Regions from separate parts of the Scatophagus argus genome. Here region 1 is linked to region 2. The links are chromatin contacts, called in public Hi-C maps. All regions are on one chromosome and are shown on one strand. The core of a region is the stretch at or near the end of the contact, and the rest is flanking DNA. Distances in the headings are between cores, read along the strand shown. Region 1 holds the start of bcl6aa (BCL6A transcription repressor a). Region 2 holds the start of tprg1 (tumor protein p63-regulated gene 1 protein).

Region 1 (4,742 bases), core at 240-2,739, 190 kb after region 2:
ACTGTGTAACAAATGTACAAGACTTTTTTTTTTTTTTTTTTTTTTTTAAATGTGCAGGTGTTACTGGCCAGGCAGACTTCAATCACTGTCACAACATGCTGAGGACGTGATTGTTTCTGAATGGCGGGCCGCCTAGACAAAGAAACAAAGACCCTAACGTCATGACCTGTTGTTTAATTATACAGCCGGAATGGAGATCAAGGATTAACCGATATGCTGGTCGTAATGTGACCATGTGCCTTGCGTGTCCTTCCTATCCATTTAAATAGGGGGGGCACAGATCAGCTACCCTGCACTTTCTCTGTCCTGTGTAAGTGGGTCATTTATTTTTGCTAGGAATTGGTTGAGTAAGAGTTTGCCAAGGATTTGCAGTAATTATCTCATCCTTCTATAGCCGGGCACAGCATGGGGCCTTGGTAAATTACACATCTCCCTCCTAACTCCTGGATGGTTTATGGCCGTGCATTATGCATAAGTGTGCTGGAGCGCCTTAAACATCCCCCAAGTGGATTGAAATAAAGTTGACGCTGCTCTTTGTTTGGAGCTCAAGATAGTCTTTATTTGGCGGTGCTGAATCGGAGATTGCTGTAAAAGCGTGTGTCTTAATTATTTTGGAGACTTTTTTCCCCAATGGCTTGTGAACACCTGGAGTGTTTTTAGTGGGATGCCGGATCCAGATGGGCGGATGTGAGGCAATCCACAGGGAAAAGTCGCTTACATTACAGTGAAGTGTGTCGTCACATAAATGGTTAAACAAAGAAAAGAAAGGCGCCGCATCTGATTCCTCTGGATGCTCAGAGCATAGTCTGTTGTACACTGAATGACAAAGGTAACGGGCTGATGTCGATTATACCTCATTTAAACGTTAGCTTGTACATTATATTTTTTAAATGTACATTTTTAAATCTGTCATCTTGATTAAAGATGTTATTGATGTAATTATTTTCCATGAAAATTTTTAAAAAAATGCTTTTTACACTTCTCTGTTCATTTTCATCATCGTCAAAGCAAAGTATTAGATCATAAGAAATTTACAAGATGTTCCTCAAGGATTTCATAAAATATAGAATTATCAGTAGATGTGGAGGAGTAGGGTCTTTAAAGTCCAAATGTGAATGGTTTTCCAAATTAAAATAGAATACAGATGACAAGCCTGTGCAATCGAGCATGTAAACACGTGTGCTGCGCTGACTTTGAATTAACATTAATAACACTGACTGGAATACAGTTCACGCTTCAGTCTTTGTTTGCCCACTCATCTTTACAATGATTTGAATATCAACTTATTCTCACAATATTTAACTCATACAGTACCAGCAGAGTATTTAAATCTAACTAGAGATTCTGTGTGTTACTTAGTAATACTGAAACTACCTCAGATTTTAAAATGAGACTTAAACTGAATCGACACTTTGACTGCTGTAAAGTGAAGTCTTATATGTTGTAATTTACTGTATTTGCTTATCTTTGTCATTCATTATCAGCTCAGCAAATGCTCCTTCTGTGTCAAGGAGTGCACGGGATGAGAAAAGACGGGGAATCCGTGGTTTGGAATCACCACAGACAAACTTTCCCAGGTGAGTCACTGACAGTAAATGCTTGCCCACAACTCATGAAATTAATAGAACTTTTCAGATGTTGTCACAGACGTTCTCAAACCAGGCACCGTAAACCATCTATTAACTGATAAGAGGTATGTGAATTCACACCAGTTCTCCTCTCCATGCAGGAACTACACATTTCAACTTTTCTTCAATGCCATCGGTTTAAACAAAGGTCTAAGTGGGTTCAAACTAAAAGAACACAACACGCGTAAACTGTTAACTGAAAAAAGACTCCATTTATTCTTGCACAACTGTGACATGATGCAACAGGGAGTACACGTGCCTTAAATTAAATAGTAAGGGGGGGAAATGCAGCAAGGCATTCAATTAATTTTCCAGGAATCAAATTAGCATTGTGTTTGTTGTAAGTGCACACACAACCTGATATGGACAATTTCAATCTCAGCCAAGCAATAGTAAATGAATAATAAGTTATCCACGCCAGGTGTATAATAAGGTATATAGCACCAGATATACAGAGACCTGAGCTTGAGGTTAAATATCACAATGTGTACAATAGGTCTCACAGACATACTCCAAACATCAAACCCGTCTGCTTGAGTTTATAACCAAGATTTGATTGCATGCATGTATTCGAACTTCTGAGCTCATGTTTTTAGATTGGTGATCCGCTCGCAATCATGCAACAAGTTTTCGATGTAATCATGAAGTTCATTTACAGAAGAGCGCATCTACAGTTAACCCAAGCCTTCGACTGATCCGCTGTCTTTTGGCACATCAACGTCTATAAAGCGTATGCATTAAAGCTTACATTCGCAGAGAAGAATTAAAAAAAAAAAAAAAAAACCTTCTGCCTAACAAGCGTCATTTCGACCATGCAAACCAAACCGCTTAACAATCACATCCACATGGCACACGCTCAACTGACTTCCCACAGACTCATGAAAAATAAATGTATTAAAGCTTTCCTTTTTCAACAAACCCCCGGTGGTGATTCGCAGCGTTCTTCATCTATGAAGTCAGCATACCTGCAGGAAATCTGCCTAAAAATGAATTCTGGATAAGAAGAAAGGCGAGCCTGTCACATCGACCCGTCCGCGATGGCCTAATTAAGATGTCGGTCTGTATGCTGCACATGTAAGGTCTGTGTGTTCAATGCGACGAAAGGCAACGAAACGATACATTGCTTAAATCATAGAATATAAATTAGTTCTGAGAATTTCGGGGGCAGGGTTTAAGGAACTGGTGACGTCGCCGGCTCGACGTCCTGTGACTGTGGATTCAACCAAAAGCAGGGGGGATGACATAAGTATGAAACAATTTCCAGCATTATTTTACAAAATAATACTTCTTATTATAGTAATTTAAACAGTAGAATTATGTAGCACTTAATGTAAAAACGTCAGTGGGCAATGCGTGTTAGAATAACCGATTTGAAAGCAAGTTGTTTTCACCCCATTAGAAAAAAACGTCTCTCCCCTGCCCCGAGAAAATGGTACGGTCTCAGGCTCAAATTCCGAGAATTGAGCTCGCTTGATTCTTAGAACTGGGGTTCTTAGAAGTGGTGATGCAAGAAGTTTCTAGGAAAGCGCTACCAGGTGATTTTTTAAATTCCTTTTTTCCTCTAATTTGGCGCGAAGTTATTATGTACTGTGTATTGCTGATGTTTTAGACATAGCTATTTGTCCAACTGTATCGGTCAAGTGTTGGTGAAGCCGGGGCTGTGTGTGAGAGTGTCTGCTGGCAGTTTGAACGGTGCACAGTCGAAACTCTGAAGTGGCTCCTGCAGTGACAGGCAGCGCGCCGCTCTCTTTGACAGATCATCTGCCTCGGCGCTGCGCTGTAGCGGCTGGTCGCTTTGGACCAGTGGGACAGACAGCAGCCTGCCTCCGCTGTAGCTTCCCAGACCGCTCTGACATGTCATGTTGTAAAGCTGTAATAGCGCTCGGGTCAGCTAACTACACCGTGGAAAAATGAGGATTTTGAGCGGTGTAAAGGTTATCCAGAGTCGCGGTTGTAGTATTTCACGGGTGGAAATAGTTAGCTGTGTGAACAGTGTGAGCGCAGCCTCGGCTTTAAATGCGCTCTGATTTAATGTCATTATGTTACGTTCAAGTGTCAACACACAGTGTGGCGGCGACTCGCGCGCTGTCACAAGAACTTTGCGGGCAGCATGGCAGCTTCAGGTTCTGGATATTTTTACTCCGCGGTCGCCCCGACGGTAATTTGCTCTAATGGAGCGCAAAACGCTGCGCCGAACAAGACATTCTCTTACCGTAACATTGTAGCGGAAACATTTGTGTTGATTGGGTGTGTGTGTGTGTGTGTGCGTGTGTTTTTTTTTTTCCACGGCTACAAGACACGTCTTCGCACCAATGTGCCTCTTATGTTTCCACTGTGACACCGTGCTGCATGATAAGCTTGCCCTCAGAACTACACCAAATTGAAAGCTTGAACTGAGATGCGCACAGAGTTGGCTTCAGCTTTCCTGCAAAGTGTTGCCTCATTTCTGTCCACGGACCGAGAGTTTCGGTTAGACTGTGTTTATGCTCATTAAAATTAGACCATATTTAAGCCAATAAAAGAAAATGCAAATAAAAATCAGACATCTACTGAGGAGCAACTTTTTGTGCTGACCAAAATCTGTGTTTTAATTAGTAGCAGTGAGATAAAGTAGATCGGTGGAAGTTATGCAGCTTAAATTGCATTTTCTGAAAATTAGACTTAACTGTGTTTACCATGACTCAATGTTTGTCACCACTTTAGTGTCTGGAAGTCGATATTCACTACCTTTTGATCAGAGGACATCAGTCTACGTTCTGTCCTTATTCTATTTTCGGACGTGTCCAGTCACAGACTTCAGCCTTGACATTACGTTTAACGTGCAGACTATGAAGCCAATTCTGCCTCAAACTATTTAAATATTAGTTTTCACTCACAGGAAGTCATTGGCCTAGAAATGCACTATAAAGAAAAGAGAATGGGGCTGCTGGGCTTCACAACAACACGTTGTCACAGGATTTATTTCTTATTATTTTTTTTTTAACTTATTTATATGACAGGCACCAGGTTGATTTGAAGATTCGGTCATGGGACGTTTTGCATTCGAAATTAAAATTCAGAATGTATGTGTTATTTGTGGGACGAGAAAAAACCCTCTCGGTCGTAAGTGGGCTG
Region 2 (4,712 bases), core at 402-2,901:
GCCAAATGAAGGAGATATTTGCGTTTGCACGTAGAGCTCCTCTGGGTCATGTGTAGAAATGTTCAGCCTGGTTGCAGTGTATATGTCTATCTATATATATCTGAAAGGGACCCGAGCCTGGTTCTGACCCAGCAGAGGAAACTGAAAGTCCTCTCTTTTGGACAAACTACATTACAATACTTCTTTTAAAAGACCTCAATCATATCTTGAGTATTTCTGTAATGCAATTTCTCATTACTTACTGGCAGTAAACGCATATATCTGCAAAAAACTAATAGCAGGTAATATATTAGCTAAATGAAATGGTCTGATAAACTCTCACAACAACCTCCTTTTACATTTTAGCCCCCTGGAAAATTATGCATTGATCACAAGTATTTTATAAAATGACATGTTTAGTATTTTACACTGTGGTGGAGGAAGAATAGCACAACAAATTAGCAACATGCTAAAATACTTGGCTGAAAAATTTTACTAAAATGATTTGCTGATTTATTTTTTTATATCAGGATTCTAGATCATATATTTTTCTGTAAGCAGGATGATTTAACAGCTTCACACATTGTTTAGGCTTAATCTGTAAATGTATCAGGTGTCATGTAGTAATCAAATATTTTTAATGAAACATTTTCAACGTTATTAGCAGCTATATATTGTGACAAACTGCATGATGCTAACTCTGGCACAACACATCAAATGCTAACGTTTATATTTAATGTGGTACATGGTGCCTTACAAATGACATTAACGGAAATGAAAAACTACTAAAAAGCGAGGCCTACTGCTGTCAACTAAATGTAAGAGGAATTGCGTGTGAAGTATGATTGAGTAGAGGTGCCAAAACCCATAGTATTTAAGTAACTTTTAAGCAAAAGTAACTGGAACTTGTACCTAGCTTAAGCAGGCGGGCACTTCTTCAGTTTGTAAGGAACAAGCTGCAACGTGATGTGACATCGAGACGGCGGAAGTGTTTTGTTTCACTAACAAATCTTGACAGCACACAAAAGTGAAAGTTTTTACCCTCAACACGAAGAACCTCCTGACTTTAAACTGGAGCAGAGATGTCTCCACAGCAGAGATGGGAGTGTGCTGGGTGGGGGCCGCTGCATCCTGCGTTGCCCGCTCCTCAGTGTCCTCTGTGCGGGCAGCGGGCAGTGCGGCCTCGGGGCTGCCGGGAGAGGAGCTGATCTGATGCTGCTGCTGCTGCTCCTCACTTTGCACTCCTTCCTCCTCAACATCTGCCATGATGGGGCTTAACTATACATTTTTTTTTTTTAAAACAAAACATCGCGAACTGTGATATATTTATAAATTAATAATTAATTATCACTTCTATCAGATTTTTATCAGATTACATTTTGAAGAAAACAAGGAAGGACAATCTGTCTTCAGCCACCCCTCTAAACTGAAGTCGCTCCACAAATATCTACATAACAACCTTCGATCAATATTTCAAAATGATATCAAAAACTCATTACTAAATAAAGAATTTACATACCACAAAATATTGGGGTCGCAGAAAAAAAGCTGAAACGCAGTTAAAGAGGCGGAGGTAACAGGTGCATCACTTCCTTGTTCCGCGTCCTACATGTGTTTTAATGGGCGTAGACTGCAGCAGCGGCAGAGCAGGTTGAGTCAGAGAAGCGCACAGGCCTTTGCGTTGGGCCGAGCTGACATTCAAAGACACAAACCATAAACCACACGGTGCTTTAAGATAAGTTTGGGCAAAGTCACTCCGTCCGCCCATTCATGTACACAGAACTCATGTCGCTGTCTTTTTCACTGTGTGGAAGCGCATTTAGTCGCTCCAGAGTTCATAGCTGCTTATTAGAAGGCCATGAACATTCCCAAGGAGGGAGAGGTGTCTCTGTTTTCTTTCTTTCTTTCTTTCTTTCTTTCTACTATATAGCTGGGGATTTCCACATACCTTTTGCCATGTCTTTTGCAATGTCTGTTGTGCTTTTTGCTGGTATAAAAACGGTGTGAATGAGATTCTGAGGATTAAACGGGTGCTTTGAGATTTACATTCCAGTTGATGATTGCTTGCCTGCAGTTTTCTGAATGATGAACGGTTGAAATTGTAAGGCAGCTAAATCAACCAAGAGCCATTTTTCCCCCAGGTTTCATTATTTTTTAAAAAAAAACATTTGTTGAGCATAGTTTTGTAGTGATTTACGAAAAAGAAGCGTGAGAAGAAACTAAAAGAAGACAAAGTCAGTGACTATTTCCCACAAACCATGCAGTTTTAACCTGTTTTTATTTTTTACAGGAACCACACTGGAAGGATCCACTTTGAAAAACAACCCCTCCAGGTTATAAATACACTAAGACTAAAAGTGTTCATGTTGAGGAACAATCAGGCCTGAATGACTCTTGAAACAGTCCATACTGACAGGATGCATCTGGGTTGTATAGTGACAGAGCACTCATCGCCAGACCGGCTCTGGGAAATGTTGCATGTTCAGGGCAAAAAGTAGCACTGTGGAGGTGAGTCTATGCAAGGCTACAAACGAAAACTGGTTATACTGCTGTGTGCGTTCTCATGAGAAGGCTGAGTTGTACCTCCTCCAGCTCAGCCATTTCTGATGATGATCTTAATTACAGGATCACTCTTCTCATACAAATCATGTCTGTTTGTGACTCTGACACTGTAGTCATTTACTTTGTATAAATGTCCCAGGACAACGCAGGAACAGCCAACATGTCATATGTCATGATGAATGGGAACCGCATCACACACTACAAAAACATCTGTATAACATCAAAATTTTGCACGTTGTTTTGTCTATAGTTTTTTGTAGATCGTTTTGTCAAGGGATAAAAAATAAAATAAAAGATATCAGATCATTAATTTAATCAATGGGTTCCGCTTATTTCAATTGCTGTTCTATAACTAAAGGGTCTAGGCTGATATGAATATGAATATGATATATATAATAACTTATGTAGTAATATAAAGAACACATACCTGACACGCGGCTGCTGATTGTTTGTGCAACACACTATTCATGCTGTTTATGGAAGAATCATTTCGCTTTGATTTTCTCTCCCAAGCTTATGTTCCTGTCTTGACACCTTTTCCTAAAATACCAGTGAATGGTATTCACGATTCAACGGGACAATAACACAATCAAGGAAATGAGGGATGAACAAGAACACTGAATGACAATAAGACTACTCCTATCACAAATCTTTGAATAGCATCACCACTGAACCATCAGCCTGCATGTAAGCTGATGTTTTCTGACATACCATAAGACCACTCATTCCCAGTCGTAACTCTATCAGGGATCTCTTCCAGCACCTTGTTGGAAGTTCAAAACCAATCCAGTTGTAATCTGCAGCCGTCAAAGAAATGTAGATAGATTTTTAAAGTTGTTCTTTTTGCACAGTTTTTTAGCTACTCCCACAGACTACAGGCTGAGATTTTCGTGCTTTTTACTTCTGTGTAAATGGCCAGCAGCTTTCAGTCCACATTCCATTTAGGTTTTATTTTGGTTTGCAGTCAAGTAATTACTTCTAATTAATCCAGAGCTTCTCTTCTTCATCGATGGGTTAATAATGCATTTTCAGAATGTTTCTTCTGCTCAAATAGAGGCACTGATTAAGGAGAGTGGAATTTCTTTAGAATCTCAATGAAATCTGTAAATCTTGCCTGATTCGTATTTGATTCTGTGATAACAGCAGACTAAAGACCAGAGAGAAATTGAATAATAGTCCTGGTGCTAGTTTTCTGGAAATATCTGAGCATGACAGCACAATAACATTGGATTTCTGATGCTGCATGCTTTATGTAAACCAGTGAACTTAGAAACCCTTTGCCCTGTGATGCATCACATCATTTTGAGAAGCGAGGATAAGAGTAATCCATATTGTTGTATCTAGGCCAAGTAATCAACGCCGCATAACTGGAAATGTTCACTGTTGCCAAGCTGTAAATGTCGGTCTCTTGCATGCTGTTTTTTTTGGAGCTCTCTAAAGACATACATGTTTATCTCCGATGGAATTTACCATGAATTAATAATAATAGGTTAAATAATACATGTTATATTTCTGGTGGATGTTTTAGAGGAAACAGCGCAGCATATAGTGCACTATAATGGCATGGTGAGAAGTGCAGCATGTGTTCTCCTTTGCAGCTAAGTGCAGTTAATGTTCTCCAGTAACTTAATATTATCTTATAAATTTTGAAGTGTATCTTTAGCTGTTTTGTGTGTCATTGTTGTGGTAGAATGTAAGACAGTTTGCTTTGTTATATATGCTATACATATACAATTTATCCCAAACAGCTGAGTTAAGGATAAGCAGCTCTATACCTCTATTGACACTACTATAATTTAAAACTGCAATAATAAACATTTTTATAATAACAATGGATCAAACGTCCACCGACTGTATGAAGTATCGCCCTCTGCTCTACAGAATATTTTAGATTTCTTTGGCTCGTTGTTTTGGTTTTCTGGTCTGTAACTTTACCGTTTGGCTCACCGTCACTGCTGTTTTAGCATAATTTTCATCAGCAGCAGGGAACTGTTTTCAACAACAACAACAAAACTAGATTAGGTGGGAAGTAGATTTGGTCTTTCATTCTTTAATGAGACACAGAGAGCAATCCTAGACCTCCTCTAGTAGATATGGCTTATGAAATTTAAGAATCAGGCCAAGAAATGGTCCCACACAAAATGTAACAATAATTAGTGAGCTTTTAATCA

Evidence for each region. A called contact is a pair of places that touch in the nucleus more often than the background predicts.
Region 1: a Hi-C map of muscle shows a contact between it and region 2, with 4 times the contacts expected there. The contact joins the promoter of bcl6aa here to the promoter of tprg1 in region 2. A contact is called at or near these places in 2 of 2 Hi-C or Micro-C datasets (both in muscle).

What each region holds. Positions count from the first base shown.
Region 1 is chr6:21,408,773-21,413,514 of fScaArg1.pri, forward strand. bcl6aa (BCL6A transcription repressor a) reads left to right here and starts at 1,490. Exons shown (of 9, transcript XM_046392362.1): 1 at 1,490-1,577. The coding sequence starts at 1,493.
Region 2 is chr6:21,221,958-21,226,669 of fScaArg1.pri, forward strand. It overlaps tprg1 (tumor protein p63-regulated gene 1 protein), which reads right to left and starts at 1,652. Exons shown (of 6, transcript XM_046391791.1): 1 at 1,499-1,652; 2 at 1,021-1,257. The coding sequence starts at 1,245.